Linked DNA regions of Mus musculus: regions 2, 3, 4, 5, 6 and 7 are each linked to region 1. A link is a contact called in public Hi-C, HiChIP or PLAC-seq and promoter capture Hi-C data. All regions are on one chromosome and are shown on one strand. Each heading gives the region's core, a stretch centred on a gene start, on an enhancer-like site or on the middle of the called end of the contact. The rest is flanking DNA. Distances are from core to core; before and after follow the strand shown. Region 1 holds the start of Eif3b (eukaryotic translation initiation factor 3, subunit B). Region 2 holds the start of Rnf216 (ring finger protein 216). Region 3 holds the start of Tnrc18 (trinucleotide repeat containing 18). Region 4 holds the start of Ap5z1 (adaptor-related protein complex 5, zeta 1 subunit). Region 5 holds the start of Radil (Ras association and DIL domains). Region 6 holds the start of Zfp316 (zinc finger protein 316). Region 7 holds the start of Fbxl18 (F-box and leucine-rich repeat protein 18).

Region 1 (2,741 bases), core at 147-2,646:
TATCCATCAGCCCGTGTTCACATGTTTTGTGGTTTAGTCTTTATATCGCACAGGCTGGCATGATCTTTCTGCCTCAGTCTCCCCAGTGCTGGGATTCCAAGTCTATGCTTCCTGGTCAACTAACAGGTCCTTTAAAAAAAAAAAAAAAGGAAAGTTTTGTTTGTTTTTTCTTAGGAATGATCTGGGACCAGAGAGGTGACTCAACTGTTTTTGTTGTTGTTTTGTCTTTTAAATTAGGCTCAACAGTTCAGAGCATTGCCTGCTCTTCTAGAGAGCCTGGGTTCTATTGCCAGCAACGACATGCGGTTCATAATTGTCTACTCTAAGTCCTGCGCGTGATACGATGCCTTCTTTCGGCCTCCGCTTGTACACGGTGCACAGACAGACTTGCTGGCAGAACACTGATACGCATAAAAAAAAATTCGAGTTAAGAGATGGTTGTAAACTACCATATGGGTACTGAGAGCGAAACTTGTGTTCTTAAGCTCTTAGTCCCCTCAACTAGTTCTTATTAAGATTTTCGAAACTTTGAACTGGAAGTATCAAAAATCTTGACTATCTTTTCAAGCAAACCACTCTTGGGGTCCCCCTGGTCACTCCACGAAGGTTCCGTCCCGTCCACCCCACGCTGGCCCACGTGATCGCGCTCTCCCGCGCGTGAAGACCGCAGTCACCGGCAGACAGAATCACAGTGACTTTCACGTCTGGGGCCAACGCTAAATTGCGAGCCGCTGCAGTGAGGATGGCCATTGAGATTAAAGCCGCTCATCACACGACTCTGCATTGTGCGGGCAGTCATTCTTGTGTGTGTTGGCGGCCCCTGGTTGTCGGCGAGCTCCTCGCGTAATTTTGGAACCCTTCGTTCTTTTGCCCCGTCAGTGGACCGGTCTAAAATGCAAGACCTTACGGGGGAGCGAAGCCAGTCATGTCAGTCAAGCAGTCTGTCTGATTAAAAGCAAAGCTTACAAAGAATCATGTGTGGAGCTTTCAGTTGTCTTGGCATTATTTTATGGTCACATATTTTGTCTTCATACAGTTACGCGTGTTAATCATTTGAGAATCCACTTGATGCTCCCCAGATAGTACAGTCCTTCCCCGTAGCGCCCGCTGGGAGAGGCAAAGGAACTTCTACCATCTTGGACGCAACTATTTCTTAGCTAGAATGGGGGAGCCACATATCCTTGTGAATTTATTTGCTACCTTAAAAAACCTTTTGGGCTATAAATAAACTTGCATATCTTGAAACTTATTATTTTAATTGTTTCTAGATTTTTATGCATATCTGAGTTTTCTCGGGCTGATCGTGAGGAATGAGGGCGTGGGTGTCTCCCCCGAGCCACATCTTGGTACGATCCCATCGCTGCACGCACATGGCTCCGCGCTAGCGGCGCGCGGTGACTTCTGGGAGTCGGAAGCAGGGCGGCCGAGCCGGGTGAGAAGCAGCGCGGGCCCATGCAGGACGCTGAGAACGTGGCGGTGCCCGAGGCGGCCGAGGAGCGGGCTGAGCCCGCGAGGCAGCAGCCGGCCTCCGAGTCGCCGCCGACGGACGAGGCGGCAGGGTCTGGGGGGTCCGAAGTGGGGCAGACGGAAGACGCCGAAGAAGACGCCGAGGCCGGACCGGAGCCCGAAGTGAGGGCCAAGCCGGCGGCCCAATCCGAAGAGGAAACGGCGACGAGTCCGGCCGCCTCGCCCACGCCGCAGTCGGCGGAGCGGTCCCCGTCGCAGGAGCCCTCTGCTCCCGGGAAGGCAGAGGCCGTTGGCGAGCAGGCCCGGGGGCACCCCTCGGCTGGAGCGGAGGAGGAGGGCGGGTCTGATGGGAGCGCGGCTGAGGCGGAGCCGCGGGCTCTGGAGAACGGAGAGGCAGATGAGCCCTCCTTCAGCGACCCCGAGGATTTCGTAGACGACGTGAGCGAGGAAGGTAAGGGCGATCGTGTCCCCGGCCAGGGCGCGAGGTCTCCCGGTTACAACGATCTTGTTTCCTCTACAGTGGGGGACCATTTGGGGAGTCCGTTTCTGCGGCAAGCCCTTGCACCTGGGGGTTGGTGGAGGGCAGGACGAACAGGACTATCTGGGGGCATTCCAGTTTCCTGGCCAAGGGTTTCCAGGGTTGACCAGTTGCTGTGTTCCCAATGGTTTCCGTAGTAAGGCATTGCCATCGGACCCAAGCACATTACCAACCTGCTTCCTTTTACTAGGTCGGTACCCTGGACCATTGCTTTTTCACATTGTTCGTTTGGCCGCTTACTTCATGATTTCTTCTATGGTGACTGGCTTTTTAAAGGCATTGTTTCTGTCTACCTGCACAGGAGCCAGATTCCTAAAATCTTTTTTGACAGTTGATAGCATGTGTTCCTCTGCCGTTTCAACTTCACTTGAGCCAGTTCCTTCATGTGTTGGTGTGGCTAATACCAAGGGCCAAAGGGCCTAAGAACACCACTTTTTTTTTTTTTTTTTTAAACGAGACAGGGCCTCTCTATGTAGTTCAGGCTGAAATTGAACTCTTGGTTCTTCTCAGTTTTCACGGTGCTGGTCCTACAGACATGTACTCCCAAACAATTGCTTTTGAACTACCATGAAAATTCAGCGCCCCAATATAGTTGTCAACTTAGAACTTACAATATTTCAAGAGGTCGTCATTTGATGTCACCATTGTTTGACTTAATCCTTTTGTATGTTTGTGGGGGTTGTTTTGTTTTGTTGTGAAACAGGGTCTGGCATGGTCCAGGCTGGCCAGCTCTTTA
Region 2 (2,775 bases), core at 220-2,719, 2.7 Mb after region 1:
GCTCCTATACATACTCTTTCACCCTTGCTCTGAAGGAAAACACAATAAATCCATTAGTCTCACCCAAACCAAACCAAACAAACAAAAATCCAGCAAGGAAGCTGGGCGGTGGTGGTGGTGGCGGCGGCGGCGGCGGCGCATGCCTTTAATCCCAGCACTTGGGAGGCAGAGGCAGGCGGATTTCTGAGTTCTGAGGTCTACAAAGTGAGTTTCAGGACAGGCAGAACTGCACAGAAAAACCCTGTCGCGAAAAACAAAAAACAAAACAACAACAACAAAAAAATCCAGCAAGGAGTTGAGAGTGGAGCTCAAAGGTAGAGCGGCTGTTGAGTAGGAGAAAAATGACACATGCCTTTAATCAGGAAGCAGAGGCAAGCAGACCTCTGAGCTACATGCCCGCAAGGGCTACAGTTAGACTCAACAATAACAATAACAATAACAATAACAATAACAATAACAACATAATGGCAAGATGTGGTGGGGTGGCCTACACCAGGGCAGAGGCATGCAAATTCCTGAGTCCCTTGGGCCCAGCCTCTACTTTTCAGGTTTCAGGCTAGCCTCGGCTATGCAGAAAAATTAAAAAAAAAAAAAAAATGAAGAAAAGAAAAGAAACGAATCCAAGACAAACCCCAGCGGAGATGGCGTCCAAGACACTTAGCACAATGGAGAAGAGGATACCAAGTCATTGCACCCTTTGGAGATGCAAGGAGTTCGGGATCACCGAGGAGCCCCACGAGGGGCCGCCTCGTCCCCTCGAGCGTGGGTCTTGCCGCTCACCCCAGGGTGCCACGCGCACGGGAGCGCTCTCCGCTACCACGCACCGGGACTCCCGACTGCAGGAGTTTCAAGTCCCCTTCACTCGGGAGCTCAGACTGGGATGACAGGCGTCAACTTGGACTCCAAGGGGCCCCAAACTGGCCCGGGCTGGAGTTCGAAGTCGCCAGTCGGTCGCCTCTTCCGCTTCTCCAGGCCGCGGTGGGGAGCGCGGCCACCAGAGCGAGCCGCCAGAGAACCGTCTCTCAGCAGCTCGGCGCCCCCCGCGCAGCAGGCCGGCCCGAGAAACTTCCTCAAGTGACGGGAGGGGAGCCGGCAGGCCAGCGGTCGTCGGCGTCGCTCCCCTCCCGTCACCCCCCGCGCGGGTCCCCGGGCCCCCGGGGCTCGCGAGCGCGTCCCCCTCGGGCCCCGCCCCCACCCCGGTGGCGCCCCGGCGGGAGGCCACTCTCCTCGCTCGACCCGCAGCCCCGGGAGACCGCGCGCGCGAGCGCCCATCACGGACTCGCCCCAACACAGCCAGCCCAGCTCCGCGAGCGCGGCTCGACGCCCGGGAGTTCAGTCTCAAGTTCACCTGAAGAAGCAGCCGCTGGAAAAGCTCCCCCGCTGCGACCGCCGCCGCTGCGACCGCCGCCGCCGCCACCGAGGCCGCTACTGCGTTCCTTCCGGCCTCGCCACCGCGTCCACCTCGCGCCTGCGCGCAGCGCCCCCTCCCGACTAATAACAGGAAGAACCATAGAGGGACGCGGACAGTCGGGGAGGAGGGACCTGGAGAGCGAGACCATAGAGATGGGTGCCTAGCCGGCCTCCATCCAGGCTCCACGACTGCAGAACCTTGACTCCTCCTTGCTGTGGGAAGACAAAAGAACAGCTGAACCACAGGGTCACTGTAGCCGCCCCGATTTAGCTATGAAATCAACCGATTAATCACGTATCTATCCCCTCTTGAGGTGATGCTCTGTACCAGGTGAGAAAGGTAAAATGACCCAACTCTCCTCCCAAGGTATTTGGTGAAGAGTAAAAGTTCCAGCTCTGTTCAATCAAGGTTGGAGTGCTGGCCAGCGCTCAAGAGCACCGACCCAAATTTGATTCATGGAACCCTCATTGCAGCTCACAGTGGTCTGTAATTTCAGTTCTAGAAGATCCCTGACGATCTCTTCCAGCCTCTGTGGGCACCAAGCATGCAAGTTGTACACCGATATACATGCAGGCAAAACATGCATATGCATAAAATCAAAATAAAAAATAGAAATTGAATTTTTTTCAGCCAGGCAGTGATGGTCCACACCTTTGATCCCAGCACTTGGGAGGCAGAGGAAGCCCTGAGTTCGAGGCCAGCCTGATCTACAGAGTGAGTTCAGTATAGCCAGGGCTACACAGAGAAATCCTGTCTCAAAAAAAATTTTTTTTTAAATAAATAAAAAAACCTCAAGTTGTGTGTGTGGTTGTATGTGTGTATATGTATGTGTATGATGTATCTGTGTGCTCTGTCTGGGCTTCTATAGGTTGTGTATGTATAAGTGTGTGTGCTTGTGTGTGTGTGTATATGTTGTGTATGCTTGTGTGTATGAGTGTGTGTATGTGTGCTTATATGCGTATGTGTATATGGTGTGTATATGTAATGTGTGCCTGTGCTTGTGTTTATGTTATATATATATATATATATATATATATATATATATATATATATATATATGAATATGAGTGTGTGGTGTGCTTGTGTGTGTGTATATTATGTGTGCTTGTATATATGTGTATCTGTGCTCATGTGTGTATGTGTGCTCTGTGTGTCTGTGCTTATGTATGTTATGTGTGCTTGTGTGGATGTGCGTGTGTAGATATGCTTGTGTGTGTATGTGTGTATATGGTGTGTTTGTGCTCTGTGTGTGTGCTTGTGTGTATGTGTATATGTTATGTGTGTGCTCTGTGTGTCTGTGCTTATGTGTGTGTATGTTGTATACAAATGAGTGTATGACGTGCTTGTGTATGTTATGTGTGCTT
Region 3 (2,700 bases), core at 77-2,576, 2.4 Mb after region 1:
AAAAATAACTTAACAGCGCGGGCCAGCGGAGGGGCGCCTCCCCAGCATCGGGTAAACCCTCCTGTAAGTCCTATTTAAGCTGTTTGTTTAAAAGATCTGTCGCTTTCCTGTTCCCGAGGGGGTAGGGAGGTCTCAGAGAGCCCACCCTTCCCTCCCTGACTACCAGCCCCAGGCTACTCTAGACCCCCTGGTTCCGGGAGAACCGGGGCGCTCTAGCAGACGGAGACTAAGCCACAGCTCCCGGGTGACCAGCCGCCCTACGCCCAGACCCAAAAGTCCTCTTCCCCCAACTTTGCTAAGGACGCCTATTTTAACGTGGCTTTGGTTACAACACCCCCTCTTCCTCTCGCCCGCCCTCGCTCTTTATCAGGCTCTGGTTACCAGAATCGCGTTTACTTTTGAAAAAATCTAGGATCGTCACAGCCCGGGATACTTGTCTCAAAGGCGCCAGGAGCTTCCCGCATACACTTAAAGATAATATTCATTAAAGGCAGCGTTTTGAAAAAGGCAGAGCCCAGGCGCCCCACTTTAAGGAAGTCGGGGTGAAGCCCTACGGAGCAGCCTTTGCCATGGTCGAGAAGCTGGCGTGGCTATCTGCGGGGTTCCACTGCGTCCTTCTCTACTTTTCCCCTCTTAAATGCAGCTAAAATGGCTGAATTCCGGCTTTTAATTAAAAACAGCCTATAATCGAAACCGTCTCGGCGTCCCCGGGCTAGCCCGCCGCCTGCCGGGAACCAAGTAGGGAACCGCCGCCCTCGGCGGTGCTGCAGACTGAGAGCTCGGGTGGGAGTCCAAGGCGCAGCGATGCGTCCTCTCCCCCTGATCCCTGCCCTCCGCTTCCCTTCTGGGGACCCCGACTGTTTCGGGGACCTTCTGCTTTGCGGACCCAAGGGGTACGCTGCACAAGTTCGGGGAGCATCGGGGCCCGGAGCGTACCTGGCGCGGCGGGGCTCCGGGCTCCAGGCTCCGACGGCGACTCCGGCAACCGCCGCGGTTCCTGGCGCGGCTAGGCGCCCGTACTGCCCGCCATCCCTCGGCCGCCGCTCCCCTCCGCCACCCGCAGCCGCCTCACACTTTTTGCCCGCCTTTCCTTTTTTTGGTAGAAAACCGCTCCCCGGGCCGGGCGCGCGGCGCGCCAACTCCTCCGCCCTCCCGCGGCCCCGCTCCCGCAGCCCCCGGAAAAGCCAGCTTTCCTCCCGCCGAGCTCCCCGCTTTTTAATAAAATCCAGGTAGCGCCGGTTTAAAGAATCCCAAATCTCCATATACAGCCCGGGATTGGAAAAGGTACATTACACAACCCCCCTTTCAAGTTCCTCTCGCTGGATCTAAAAAAAAAAAAAAAAAAAAAAAAGCGAAGGGGGGGCTTAAGGGGGACGGGGGAGGGGAGCCTCGCAGGCGAAGAAACACGCATTGTTCCCGGGTGCCCGCCCCCCCCTTCGGGCCAGCCCCCGGCCGCAGCGCATTGGTCCCGCTCGCCGCCCATCACGCGCATGTAAACACCTTGGCCCTCAGCCATTCCTATAAAACCAATTACGGACCTCGGGGCTCCAGCAGTTTCCAGGCTCCCCACGGCGGGGCTGAATGATCAAAACTGGTGGTGAGAATTTTTCCGAGCCGTTTCTAGGCAGCCCTCCCCCACACCAGCTCCAGCAGACCCCCCCCTTCTTTCTCCTTCTCCCTCCCCCCACATCCCAGCCCCTCCTCCTGCGTCTGGGCTGAGTGATCAAAATAGAGGAAGATGGTTGTCGCCGCAATCCCGGGCATTGCAAGGCCTCCTGTCAGCTTCCTTCTTCGGGAGGAGGTGACAAGCTAGCCGGGAAGAGCCGGGAACCGGCGAGCTGCTCATTGCGCCCGCGCCCGGCGCTCCCTCTCTAGGGTGCCACTCCAAAGAGCGAGGTTCAGACGAAAAATAACAAGGCCTGCTTCTCTCTCGCTTGCTCGCTCACTCTCGCCTTTTAAAATAAAGCAGCGATTCATTCCCTTTCCCCCTAGCAGTCGCGGTCGGGTGGGGTGGGCAGGCAGGCGACAAGGCCTTTTTTTTTTCCTTTTGCCCCTGCCTGCGGGTCCCCTCCCTGAAACGCGGTGTCAGAAGGCTTTACTGATTAATATTTTGGACAGGCCGCGGCGGTCGGCAGCGGTGAGTTGCATCTTATAAAAGGTTCCTATAGAAACCCGGGCTGTGGGGCTCTGCGGCCGAGTGCGCACCGCGCGCCCCTCCCCAAAGCCCCTTTTGGCGTGGGCGCCCCTCCTTCCCCCTTTCCCCGCCAAGAAAAACCAGAGCAGAAAAAAGGATTAGATCGGCGGAACGCGAGCTGAATCCCTCTCGGTTCTGACATTTCAGCCCTATTAGCATTTCTCCACGGGGCCTTCTGAAACCTATTAAGGTGTAATATTAAAAACCTCTTGGCTGGGGGCCTCTCTCGCCTTCCATCCGCCGCGCCCCCTCCAGGGAGGGCGAGACCGGGAAAGGGAAAAAAAAAAATCTGTTGAGCTCAGAGGAAGCAAGCCAAGCCCAAAAGTGCTTGGCTGGCCACGGCGGCCAGAGGGGGAGGGGAGCACTAATCCCCCAGACTTTGTACTTTTATTTTGCTCTTTCAGCAAAAAAAAAAAAAAAAAAAAAAAAAAAACTTTCGAAGTTAAGTGGCAGGGAGCCGCCGACGGCAGTCTACCTGACTGGGGACCCAGGGAGTGTGATCCTTG
Region 4 (2,700 bases), core at 194-2,693, 2.0 Mb after region 1:
GTTCCACCAACTGGGGTCAAAACATTCAAGTATATGAGCCCATGGGAGCCATTCTCACTCAAGCCACCACCCCATGGCGGCTGCCTCAGAGCCCCTGGCATTCATCCTGACACTCAGCCAGGTGAGAAACAACCCACTTGTCCCTTTTTTCTGTGTACATGTTTTTGGGTGTGACTGCACCTGTGTGTGTATTTGTGTGGAGGCAGAGGACAACCTCAGCTGCTGTTCCTCAAGTGGGGTGTGTGTTCACATGCAGAGGCATAGGCATATGTACACTGGCCACAGGAGACGTGAGCAGATCAGAGGACAGCCTTCAGGTGCCCACCCTCATGGCTACTTACACCTTGTCTGAGACAGATTCTCTTTACCATCTCATAAGCCAGGGCGGCTTATCCTCCAGCCTCAGGAGAGTCTCCTGCCTCCTCCATCTCCTGTAGGTGTGCTGGGATTACAAATCCTTACACTACTGGGCTCAGGTTTTATGTAGCTTCTGAGGACCCAAACTCAGCCTGTCAGGCCTGTGTGTCAATCACTTTCAGGTTCTGAGTCTTCTTTCTTGCCCTACCTCTTCTCTGAGACAGAATCTCTCGTTGGCCTGGGACTTGCCAAGTAAGCTAGGGCCGGCCAGCAACCCTTAGGGATACTCCGATCTCCACTTCCTCAGTGCTGGGACTGCAAGTGTGGGTTTTATTTTTATATGGCCACCCAGGGATGGAACTCAGGTACTCATGTTCACTTTTACCAGCTGAGCCGTTTCTACTTCTGCCCGTTTCTCCCTGAAGCCTTGCTTATTACTAGGCCATGAGCACTAGGTATTGATTGGCAAGAGCCAGAAAGACACGGGTCCAAGTGTCTTTCCCACTGTGACAGCTCCTCAGTCTACTACCAGTTTCCTTTTTCTGTGTGTGCAATAGGCACCCATCTCCCAACCCAAATAGGTGAATAGTGCCAGGGCCTCATCTTAAAACCCAAGACTAGCAAGACATTGGGTATTTCTGCAGCAAAGAGCCTGACAGAATTTATAAAACGTGTCTGCCATACAGCTTTTGCTAAGGATGTTCTTTCTCTGCCACCAAGTCGCGCCCCCAGCCTCTCACTGGGGTAAATCTAGTCACCCTACTGCTAAACTATGTGCCTGCCTAGTCTCTCCAGGTCTAGAGTCTACCACTGGCAGTTCCGGGATCAAAGGAAACTGTTTCGGAGCCAGGAGTTCTGGGTTCCAAGGACCACGGTTCCATGACTCCCTGGCTGCTGACTGACGTGGAGAGAAGCCCAGGAGCTAGGCGGGAACTGGCTTCTGTACTGCAATATTTTGGCCAAGGCCTCCGCCCCGCCCCGCCCACCTGCCGCAGGACCGGAAGCTGGTCTGTCTTTTGCGCGGGGGAGTGGGAGGGATGGCCCTCCCACGTGGTGTGGCACCGGAAGCCGTCAGCTAGCGCTCCAGATTCTCCCACGTGATCCAGCCAGGACGCGGGAGGGTGGTGGCGGGGGTAAGAGGTGGGGCGAAAGAGGGCAGACACAGTCCGGTCACATGACACGTCATGTGACACGATCCCGGAAGTCCGCGGCAACGTTTCGGGCACTGGTGGGCTTGGAGCCGTGTCGGCATGTTCTCGGCGGGCGCGGAAAGTCTGCTGCACCAGGCCAGGTCTGCCGATCTGGGGCTGGGGCCACGGGGCGTGAGACGAAGCCGGGGAGGAGCGGGGAGGCGGTGGTCCCGCTGCACGGTTCGGGTCTCCGTGTGGCGCCGGGTCCGGGGCTCAGGGCGACCTGCGTGGAATGTGAGGCGCACAACTCAGCTAAGGGATCCTCCTCATCGTGTCTGGGTCCATGCTAGTGCTGACCCTGCACTGAGAGTCTAGGTTCTTTCCCAAATAGCCAGCCCAAGACTTGGTGGTACGTGATTCAGCGAAGGAAACGACTACCCGAAGCCCAGACCTGATGCATTTGGTAAACTGAAAATGCAAAGGGACAAATCTGGACTCTGAGCTGGGCCACTCGTGGGGAAAGTTTAGAATGGTTAAGATCTCTGGGATCTCCCAGAGCCTGAAAGAGTTAAAAGTCTGGAGTCTACGAACAAGACAGTACTCCGAAGACAGAGGGACTTAATAGGTAAATGACCTTGCCACCAAGCCTGACTCTCTCGATTCGACCCCCGGGGCTCGGGGAGGAAGAAGAAAATCAACTCCAGCAAGTTGTCTTTGGATCTCCACTCGAGCACCCCAACATGTACATAAATAAATGTAATAAATTAAAAAACAAAGACAGTTTTCTTAAGATCTATTAGGAAAATGGTTGGTGACCCAGCCACACAGTCTCCCCATGGGCCCACAGCCCTCCTTTGCCTTCAGTACTGGGTGGGTACTTTTCATTTTTAAGCAGTAACCTTTTCATGCCAACACAAAAATAACGCTATCCTGTCTCATAGCATCTGTGGTTTATCACTGCCCCAGTTGGGTACAACCCTGGGCCATTTGTATCTCCTTTTGCTCACCCAGCCTGTTCTCTAGGTGCCTCAATAAGACTCTGGGTGGAGGATGCAGGAAACAAAGCAGGCGAGGGTGGTAGGAAAGCTACTGGAGACCTTCCTCGGCCTGGGACATGTGGTACCTGCAGAGACAGTGCAGAACCAAGTTCAAGTACCTGACAGACAGGCTCAAAATGGGGGCAGTTTGCAAACCATCAGCCCTGTCAGGACAC
Region 5 (2,700 bases), core at 138-2,637, 2.1 Mb after region 1:
TCTGCCTCATTCTCGCCTCTGACACACAAACATTTGAGGACAGCTCAGGTCCCAGAGAGTCAAGAGTACACGCAGGGCTCTCGCCGTGGCTGCCTCAGAAATTGTCTCTTTTCTTGTTCTCCGATTCTGCTTTTTTAAAAAAGAAAAAAAGAAAGGAAGAAAAGAGAAAAAAGAAAGAAAAGGAAAAAAAGTAAGGTTAAGTCACAGAGACCAGGCAGGCAGTGAGGTCAACGACGGCTGACATGGGTGGAGGGACGTCTCTGTTCCAACAGGACAATGTGGAACACATTATCATTCCAACAGAAGAAAAACTGAGCAGTCAACTTTGCAGACGGCGCATTAGCCTCCTCCCCTCATCCACAAATCCTATCTTTATGGCTCCAGCTGGAGGGCGGCTTTAAAGGCAAGCATAATTCAATCAGGTTTCATTTGGGCCGCTAGTCACTTAGCAAAAAGGGACTGACTTCTCCCAGCAGGATTAAAGAGAAGCTCCTCTCTGGAATGCACAAGAGGTGGCCCGCAGCACCGAGAGACACCAGTAATCAAATTCTTTTTGGTAATTCAGATTAACCAAACACTCGACAGGCGACAGAGGCTGGGCCGGGCAGGTCTGCAGCCTGTCAGGCCCCCATCCCAGGGCTCCCCAGGGACAGAAGCCAGATCCCTTTGAGGGCCTCGGAGCTCCAGCTCAGCATCTGTCTCAGGCGCGGCACTTGTCGGGGGACTGGCTGGAAATGATACAGAAATAGCTGGAGAAACAATGCCTCTCGCGGGCACACCGATGGGGAGGAGACGCGATGCGGGACGGGTGTAGGCGGGGGTGTCACCACCATCCTGGTGGGCGAGTGCGGGACTCCCGCCTTGAGCTCTTTCGGGTTGTTCCAGGTTAGATTGCACCTCCAAAGCACTACCAGGTAAACTGAGGCCTGGAAAGGTCCCTTGGCCACGAGTGACGGAACCCGGATTGCCCCTGGAAGTCCACGGGGCCACGCAACCCGCGCCCACCCGGCCTTCAGGTGCAGCTCCCCCGGGCCGCTCCAGGCCCCGTGCGCTCGCCGGTTTCCATGGCAACCGAGCAAGCCTGCCTCCATCGCGCCCGGACTCGCCGTGGGGACCGTGACCAGCGCGGCCCCGCCCCAGCGCGTGCCCCGCCACCCGTGTCTCAGCCCGCGGTCTCCGCACCCTCCGCGGGTCCCCGCAGTGGCCCAGCCGCACCTCCTGGGCCATCCTCGGCCTCTGCTGACCTTCCTTCTCGCGCCCCGCACTCACCTCAGCGCAGCCTGTCAGCTGCGTCCCCCGCGCGCGGCTCCCACGCCCGCCGTTAGCCGAGCTGGCGCCCGGCTCGAAGCGCCTCCTGCCGGCCGCGCAACGGACAGGGCGAGGCCTCCGAAGGGGCGGGGCCTCTGGGGGCGGAGCCTCTAAGGGCGGGGAGTCGGGCGAGACGAACAGAAACTTGACACCTCAGCGCCCAATGGGCAGAGACGGAGCCTCGAGTGGGCGGGGTCACATGTATTAGGGCGGGCCTGGCCGACCGAGAAAGATAGGCTGTGCGCTAGCGCCCCCTTCTGGTCCCCAACGGTAAGAACGATTCTCTAAGAGGTGTGGCCTTTGAGTGGGCGTGGCCTCGGCAAGGGGGCGGGGCTAGTTTCCCAAAGTCGAGTCGTGGTATCTCAAGGGGCGGGGCTGCAGGAAAGAAGGGCGTGGCCTGTTCTTGGGCCCCCCTGCTTTGGGGTTGTGTACTCTATGATCAAGTAGGTGGTGTTTGGCCTCCACCCCAGTTAGTGGACGAAGGTGGAGGGGTGGACAAAGATGGACAGGTACATAACTGAATATGCATGAAACTGACCAGGGACAGGAAGGCCAGACTTTTATTTTATTGAATATATTTTTATTTATTCATTGACAATTGCATACGTGTATATAGTGTGTGTTGTCAGCATTTAACCCCAGTTCTTTAATTTTAATGTATCCTTCGTAGAATTTTATTTTACATTTTAGATAGGGTCTCATAGATGCCAGATTGGCCTCAAACTCCATGTGACCAAGGCTGGCCTTGCACTCCTGATGCTATTACCTCCATTGTCCTTGTGTTGGAATTACAAGCTTGCACTACCATGCCTAGTTAATGTAGTTCTGGGGATCGAACCAAGGGCCTCATGTATGCAATACAAATGCTCTACCAACTGAATCACTTCAACCCTAAGCAGCCAGAATTTTAAAAACACAAGTCAAATTATGGCAGACTAACTTTAAACCATGCAAAATGGGACCAAATCAGCTCTAGGTCCTTGACCCAAATAATGTATTTTGCTTTGACTTCTCTCTGGTATGTTCAGTGATCTCAAACTGCACACCCTAACCCGAGAAGTATATCTTTTTGTGGGCAGTTTGTCAAGAACTATACTGTAGAGAAGTAGTTCTCAACTTTCCTTAATGTTGCAACCCTTTAATACAGTTCCTCACTGGGTGGTTTGAATAGATATGGCCCCATACACTTCTGTGTTTGAATGCTTGGCCCATAGAGAGTGCCACTATTAGGAGGTGTGGTCTTGTTGGAGGAAGTGTGTCACTGTGGGGGTGGACTTTGAGGTCTCCTATGCCCAAGCTACACCTAGTATGACATATGGTCAGCCTCCTGCTGCCTGCGGATCGAGATGCAGAACTCTCAGTTCCTCTTCCAGCACTATGCCTGCCTGGATG
Region 6 (2,703 bases), core at 23-2,522, 2.9 Mb after region 1:
GGGTGCTGCACTGTCCATAGAAAGGAGTGTGCAGAGACACAATCGTAAAGGTTAAAAGTTAGGAACTCCAGAAAAGTCCCAAATCCAGGGGATCCACGTAAAGGATGTTTGCGTGGGGTCACGCTCGCGCATGCGCACTTGTGGCTAGTTACCTTCATTCCCGTTCACTAGCCCCACTGACTTAAGACCCTTTTTTGTCCAGAATGTCTTTCCCTGTTCACTACACTCCTCACCATCTGCCCAGTTTCCGGAGCCCCTATTCTCCAGGGTTGCTCCCTGGAGGTCATCCACGACCCCCCAGAGCAGGCTCCTCAACCAGGCCAGCTAGCCCCCTGGCCCAGCCAGTAGCGACAGAACCAAAACAAAATGCCAATGCCACCCACCCAGGCTGAGCAGGTGGGCTGATCCTCGCTGATACCTGCACCTCCTCCCTCCCTTCTTGTGTCCACATAATGCACCCTAGATTCTGCCAACGCGTTCCACCACCCATCTCGGGGGCAACAGATTTAGCAGAGAGAGAGAGCAGTCCAGCCAGCCTCCATTTACAGATGAAGCAGGCTAGGCCACGGCCCCTCAATGTCACAAAGCTGGCTGTAGGGCTCCAGGACAAGGTCTTTCCCTTTTCTTCCTCTCTCTGGGGGATGGGGGGAGGGTACCTAGCTTCCACTTCGCGCTAGGGCGGGAGTAATGACAGCCCTCCTTGGAAGGTGTCTCTCTAGGGGGCGGGGGCGGCTCCGGCCCAGCTCCCGCCCCTAAGCTGGAGAAGGCGGCGCTAGCACCCTGCAAAGGTGCAGTGCACGACGTCCCCGGCCCGCCCCCTCCCACGCTGGAGTCTGTACCCCTCTAGGGTGTTAAGCCATCCCTGACGTGCCGCGCAGGCCCAGGTCGGTATTGGGGGGATCTAGGGGCCTGGAAGATCTAGCTCGTGCAGCTGCAACTCCGACCCCACCAAGGACGGGCCCTGCAGTCCCGCGATCTCCCCACGGACACCGGAGGCCTCCAGCTCTCGAGCATCCATGACGGCCAGCCTTGCCGCCGCCACCGCCCCCAGCGCGCGCGTCCCGCCCGCGCGCACCTGCCGCATCCGCGCGCCCCACTCACCGCGCGCGCGCCCGGGCCCGGCCAAGCCGGAGCGAGACACGGACTCGTGGGGGGTGGGGGGCTGTGACCACCGGGGACTCCCCCCCGCACTACACAAAGTGACGGCCGCGAGCTGCGCGACGGCGGAGGAGGCGGCGGCGCGTGGGCACCGGAAGTGCCGCCCGCCGGCCCCGCCTTGTCCGCGCCCACGAGGGGGGCACTTCCGGTCATGGGGCGTCCCGGAGCTCTGGATGTAGACAGGGTGCTGCTGCGTCGCACCCCCATATGCATGGAGGATGGTTATAGCTACCCACAATGAGCACCCCCTGCTTATTACCTGCTCCTCTATGTTTCAAGGGACCCCTGCCCACGACGTCCAGCCCCAGCGAGCATCTCTTCTCGCCAGACGACAGCCTAAGTCTACCTTTGCCCGTGCCAGGACGTGTCGGGAGCCCGTCCTCCTGTCCACCGGACCCTCCCTGGATCTCCTGATGGTGGAGAAGGGTAGTGACCCCCAATGGGTATTCAGGCAGCGCTTGTCTGACCCTGACATGGGCAAGGGTGTGGCTGGGAGATTGATCCATTCTGGCTTTACTTGTGTGTGCAGGGTGTGGCAGACAGAGGGGCAGCCTATTCAAGGCGTGAGGGGGGTACTGTGGACTATAACAGTCAAATGCATGAAAGACTGGAGATTGAGGCCAGACTGGATTTATGTTCTTCAACTCCCTAATCTGTCATCCCCAGGCCTGGCAAGAATATTGGGAAATAGCCTTGCATGGCTTTAGACAGGTCGAACCTTGACAGTCCATTGATATATTCACGACTACTCAGGGCAGTGCTCTGTAGCTCCAAAGAGCCATCCATATTATGAAGTCCCTGGACCCCAAGCCTGCTGGCCACCTATGCCTGGAGTAAATGCCCTAGGTACCTATAGAGACCAACCCTGGACATGACCCTGGGGAGACCAGAGTTCTAGCCTCTGCCCTCTCTCCCCTCTTCCTTGGCCTCCCCTCCCTTATATTGAAAAGTCTTTGTGACACTCTTGTGCTTTTCTTGGTAGACCATGTAGACTGGATGCTTTAGGAGTCATAGCCTTTCTCATCTTAGGCGAGCCCTAACCCCTAACTGTGGGTTCTCTAGGGACCAGAAACACTCTTCTTTCCTGCCTACACACATTTAGGCACACATAGAAGGAAGCTGCTTGTCTCTCGGTTTTACTAGGATGTGTGTTCACATGTGTGCACATGAGCTATCTCCGTGATGACATTCTTACGCACCCTGGGTTTTCACACAGATGGGTTACCTACCAAATCACCTGCCTCTCTGCAGGATCCCTGGCAGGCTAGAAACCCAGGGAAGGGAAGGGGAGCCAACCTTTCCCTCTGGGAAACCCGAAGGAGGTGATGAATGTGTGTACCTGCCATGTTCCATGCATGTGCGTGTTCCTGCCATGTTCCATGCATACATGCATTCCTGCCATGTTCCACGCATGCACGTGTTCCTGCCCTGTTCCATGCATGCATGTGTTCCTGCCATGTTCCATGCATGCATGTGTTCCTGCCATGTTCCATGAATGCACGTGTTCCTGCCATGTTCCATGCATGCACGTGTTCCTGCCATGTT
Region 7 (2,761 bases), core at 83-2,582, 2.5 Mb after region 1:
TCTGCCATCCCAACACTGCTAGCGCAAAGTGAGAGGAGGAGATAGGGGCATCTGTCAAAAGCTCACAAGCCAGCTACTCTGGAGTATACACCATCAAGAGAGATCCTGTCTCAACTGGGGGGAAAGGCAGAAGCGATAATTTAGTACTACTCTTTCGGAGGACCTGAGTTCGATTCCCAGTACCCACACTGGGGAGGCGAATAACCACCTGTGTAACTCCAACACCGGGTGCACATGATCCTCTGGTCTCCTCAGACACCTGTACTCATGTACACATACCCACACACAGTTATACATACACACATACACACACACACACACACTAATATAAACCAGATAAAAGGCAACAACCAACTCTTCAAAGTGGTCCTCTGACTTCCACATGTACGCCACGACACGCACCCATGACATGCACATGCCAGTACTCACGCATACACACACGCTAATATGATAAATAGGTGTACCCCCAGATGCGAGTACCTAGGAAAGAACAAATATAACTCAAGATAGGGAGGAAGGCAACAGGGAAGCTACCAGGTGCTCCCCTAACCCCCGCCACGGCCCCATACTGTCGTCTGCAGAAAAAAATACTGCACACCCGTAACAAGACGCAGTGGGATTCTCCAGCTGACCTAGATCATAAAGCTCTGGGGTCAGTCCGACGCCCTATCACACTCCCGCGCATCACAAGTAGACTCCAGAAAGAAGTGGGCTGCACTTAAGCTGATAGAAAAAAAGAAGAAGCCAGGGCTGGGAATGGGGTCGAAGCCCTGAGTTCCACCCTTAGCTGCACATTAACCACCGCGTGATGATGCACACCTGTAACCCCAGATTTACAAAGGCTACAATAGAAAGATTGCTGTACGTTCAAAACCAGCCTGGGCTGCACACTGAACTCCAGGCTAGACTGGGCTACAGTGTAAAACAAACAAGAAAACACAAGCAGAAGGGACAACGTCCCATAGCTGCGAGGGCAGAGCCAACACACAAGGAGACGGGGGAAAGGCCTGGAAACTCAGCAGGCCACGTGAAAGGGTCCATTCTGGCCATCGAGATTGTGCGCCTGGGAACAGATGGGGTCAGGAGAGGAGAGGGCCTGGTAGGAGGGTAGGAGACGGCAAGGATGGGCCTTGGAATAAAGCCAGGGTCGGGAGGGAAGCCCAGAGGGGACTCCAGCCGCCGGGGCTGGAGGTGCAGGTCGTACCTCTCCGGAGCTAGCCGCCGGAGCTGCAGCCTCACAGTCCCCCAGCCTGCCAGCGTAGGGATGCTCGAAGCCGGCGCGGCCACAGCTCCACAGAGACCCCGGTAAGGGGCGTGGCTGCGGCGCACGCCTAGACGTACTTCCGCTTGCGCCCGGATGGACCCGGTGCGGTCGCCATGTTGGGTGTGGCATAAAGTACTCTCAGGATTCAGAGGCGTCCAGAAGGTCACGAGTGACCAGTCTCTTAAGCTACCTCCGCAGTTTCTTGCTGTCGCTCCAACAACATGCGTTCTGCTCCAGGCCTTTGCATTTGCCATTCGCGCTACACACTGCGCTCCAAGTCATCTGTCACAGCGCTCAGGTATCCTAGATAACCATAGCAACCTTCATGTGCACACGCTCCTGAATTTGCCCCTCATCTTGCGTTACAACTCTCAATAGCTCTTTGCACCGCCTGACTTGCTAAGCCTTTTTGCTTGTTTTGAGTCTCACTCTGTAGTCCTGGCTGTCCTGGAATTAGCTATAAAGACCAAGCTGGCCTTGAAGTCACAAAATCCGCCTACCTCTGCCTCCCATCTATGCCTAGGCCACTGTTTATTTAATGTATGTGAGTGCACTGGAGCTGTCTTCAGACAAAGTTTCTGGGAATTGAACTCAGGACCTCTGGAAGAGCAGTCAGTGCTCTTAACCGCTGAGCCATCTCTCCAGCCCCATCTTGTTTTGTTGTTGTTGTTGTTGGTTTTTGGTTTTGTTTTGTTTTTTTGTTTGTTTGTTTGTTTGTTTTGGGTTTATCGAGACAGGGTTTCTCTGTATAGCCCTGGCTGTCCTGGAGCTCACTTTGTAGACCAGGCTGGCCTCGAACTCAGAAATCCGCCTGCCTCTGCCTCCCGAGTGCTGGGATTAAAGGCGTGCGCCACCACGCCCGGCTGTTTTGTTTTTTAACACTACTGAGGATTGAACCTAAGGCTTCCTTTCATGCGTGCTAAGTAAGCACCCTGCCTGTACCCCCATAACTAAGCAGAGAGTCTGCCTGGTACTGTTCTTTGCATGTCAACACTGAACAAATAAATATTTGCTGAATAAATGAATAATAAATGTTTCCACGGCGTTTCCAGTTAAAAATGGTTTCCTAGAGCTCGTGAAATGACTCGTCAGGGAAAGGAGCTTGACTCTGACTGACCACCTGAAGTGAGTTTGATTCCAAGGACCCACACGCTGGAAGGAGAAGACTGCCTTCTAGAAGCTGCCCTCTGGTGTCTGTGTCTGCACTGGTCATGCACATGTGCTCTCGCTCGAGTGTACACAGAGAAAGAGTCAGGAAGGAAGTCCAGATGGTTTAAAATTAAGATAATAGTTTAATGGGAGCTGGGGATGTAGTTCATTTGAGTATTTGTCTAGCAGATACATAACCCGGGGTTCCGTCCCTGGCACTATATAAACCAAACCAAACGGAAACAATCTTAGGACTCAGAAAGTGGAGGCAGGAAGACCTGCAGGTCAAGGTTACCCTAGGCTATATAGTGAGTTTGAAGCCAGCCTGGTCTACATAGTGCGTTTCAG

What was found. Promoter capture Hi-C pulls out the DNA fragments that hold promoters and counts their contacts. Hi-C and Micro-C count contacts between places; a contact is called where the count stands out from the background. HiChIP or PLAC-seq counts read pairs in DNA pulled down with a chosen protein or histone mark.
Region 2: a Hi-C map of B cells shows a contact between it and region 1, with 5 read pairs. The contact joins the promoter of Rnf216 here to the promoter of Eif3b in region 1. A contact is called at or near these places in 1 of 39 promoter capture datasets (cranial neural crest) and 1 of 484 Hi-C or Micro-C datasets (B cells).
Region 3: a promoter capture Hi-C map of pre-B cells shows a contact between it and region 1, with 8 times the contacts expected there. The contact joins the promoter of Tnrc18 here to the promoter of Eif3b in region 1. A contact is called at or near these places in 5 of 39 promoter capture datasets (the C10 cell line, the HPC-7 cell line, cranial neural crest and 2 more) and 1 of 115 datasets of contacts at active chromatin or transcription factors (bone marrow-derived dendritic cells).
Region 4: a promoter capture Hi-C map of liver shows a contact between it and region 1, with 6 times the contacts expected there. The contact joins the promoter of Ap5z1 here to the promoter of Eif3b in region 1. A contact is called at or near these places in 2 of 39 promoter capture datasets (liver and pre-B cells) and 3 of 115 datasets of contacts at active chromatin or transcription factors (embryonic forebrain, embryonic stem cells and pro-B cells).
Region 5: a promoter capture Hi-C map of embryonic stem cells shows a contact between it and region 1, with 5 times the contacts expected there. The contact joins the promoter of Radil here to the promoter of Eif3b in region 1. A contact is called at or near these places in 2 of 39 promoter capture datasets (cranial neural crest and embryonic stem cells) and 1 of 115 datasets of contacts at active chromatin or transcription factors (embryonic forebrain).
Region 6: a promoter capture Hi-C map of liver shows a contact between it and region 1, with 4 times the contacts expected there. The contact joins the promoter of Zfp316 here to the promoter of Eif3b in region 1. A contact is called at or near these places in 2 of 39 promoter capture datasets (cranial neural crest and liver) and 1 of 115 datasets of contacts at active chromatin or transcription factors (embryonic forebrain).
Region 7: an H3K4me3 HiChIP or PLAC-seq map of embryonic stem cells shows a contact between it and region 1, with 5 read pairs. The contact joins the promoter of Fbxl18 here to the promoter of Eif3b in region 1. A contact is called at or near these places in 2 of 39 promoter capture datasets (cranial neural crest and maxillary cranial neural crest) and 2 of 115 datasets of contacts at active chromatin or transcription factors (astrocytes and embryonic stem cells).

What each region holds. Positions count from the first base shown.
Region 1 is chr5:140,417,909-140,420,649 of GRCm38.p6, forward strand. Eif3b (eukaryotic translation initiation factor 3, subunit B) reads left to right here and starts at 1,397. Exons shown (of 19, transcript NM_133916.2): 1 at 1,397-1,918. The coding sequence starts at 1,453.
Region 2 is chr5:143,111,551-143,114,325 of GRCm38.p6, forward strand. It overlaps Rnf216 (ring finger protein 216), which reads right to left and starts at 1,470. Exons shown (of 17, transcript NM_080561.4): 1 at 1,349-1,470.
Region 3 is chr5:142,816,336-142,819,035 of GRCm38.p6, forward strand. It overlaps Tnrc18 (trinucleotide repeat containing 18), which reads right to left and starts at 1,327. Exons shown (of 28, transcript NM_001122730.3): 1 at 937-1,327.
Region 4 is chr5:142,462,488-142,465,187 of GRCm38.p6, forward strand. Ap5z1 (adaptor-related protein complex 5, zeta 1 subunit) reads left to right here and starts at 1,444. Exons shown (of 17, transcript NM_172725.2): 1 at 1,444-1,648. The coding sequence starts at 1,608.
Region 5 is chr5:142,549,711-142,552,410 of GRCm38.p6, forward strand. It overlaps Radil (Ras association and DIL domains), which reads right to left and starts at 1,388. Exons shown (of 15, transcript NM_178702.4): 1 at 1,270-1,388.
Region 6 is chr5:143,268,750-143,271,452 of GRCm38.p6, forward strand. It overlaps Zfp316 (zinc finger protein 316), which reads right to left and starts at 1,273. Exons shown (of 7, transcript NM_017467.3): 1 at 1,102-1,273.
Region 7 is chr5:142,893,906-142,896,666 of GRCm38.p6, forward strand. It overlaps Fbxl18 (F-box and leucine-rich repeat protein 18), which reads right to left and starts at 1,333. Exons shown (of 5, transcript NM_001033312.3): 1 at 1,205-1,333. It overlaps Gm38733 (a long non-coding RNA gene), which reads left to right and starts at 1,399. Exons shown (of 2, transcript XR_003955825.1): 1 at 1,399-1,562.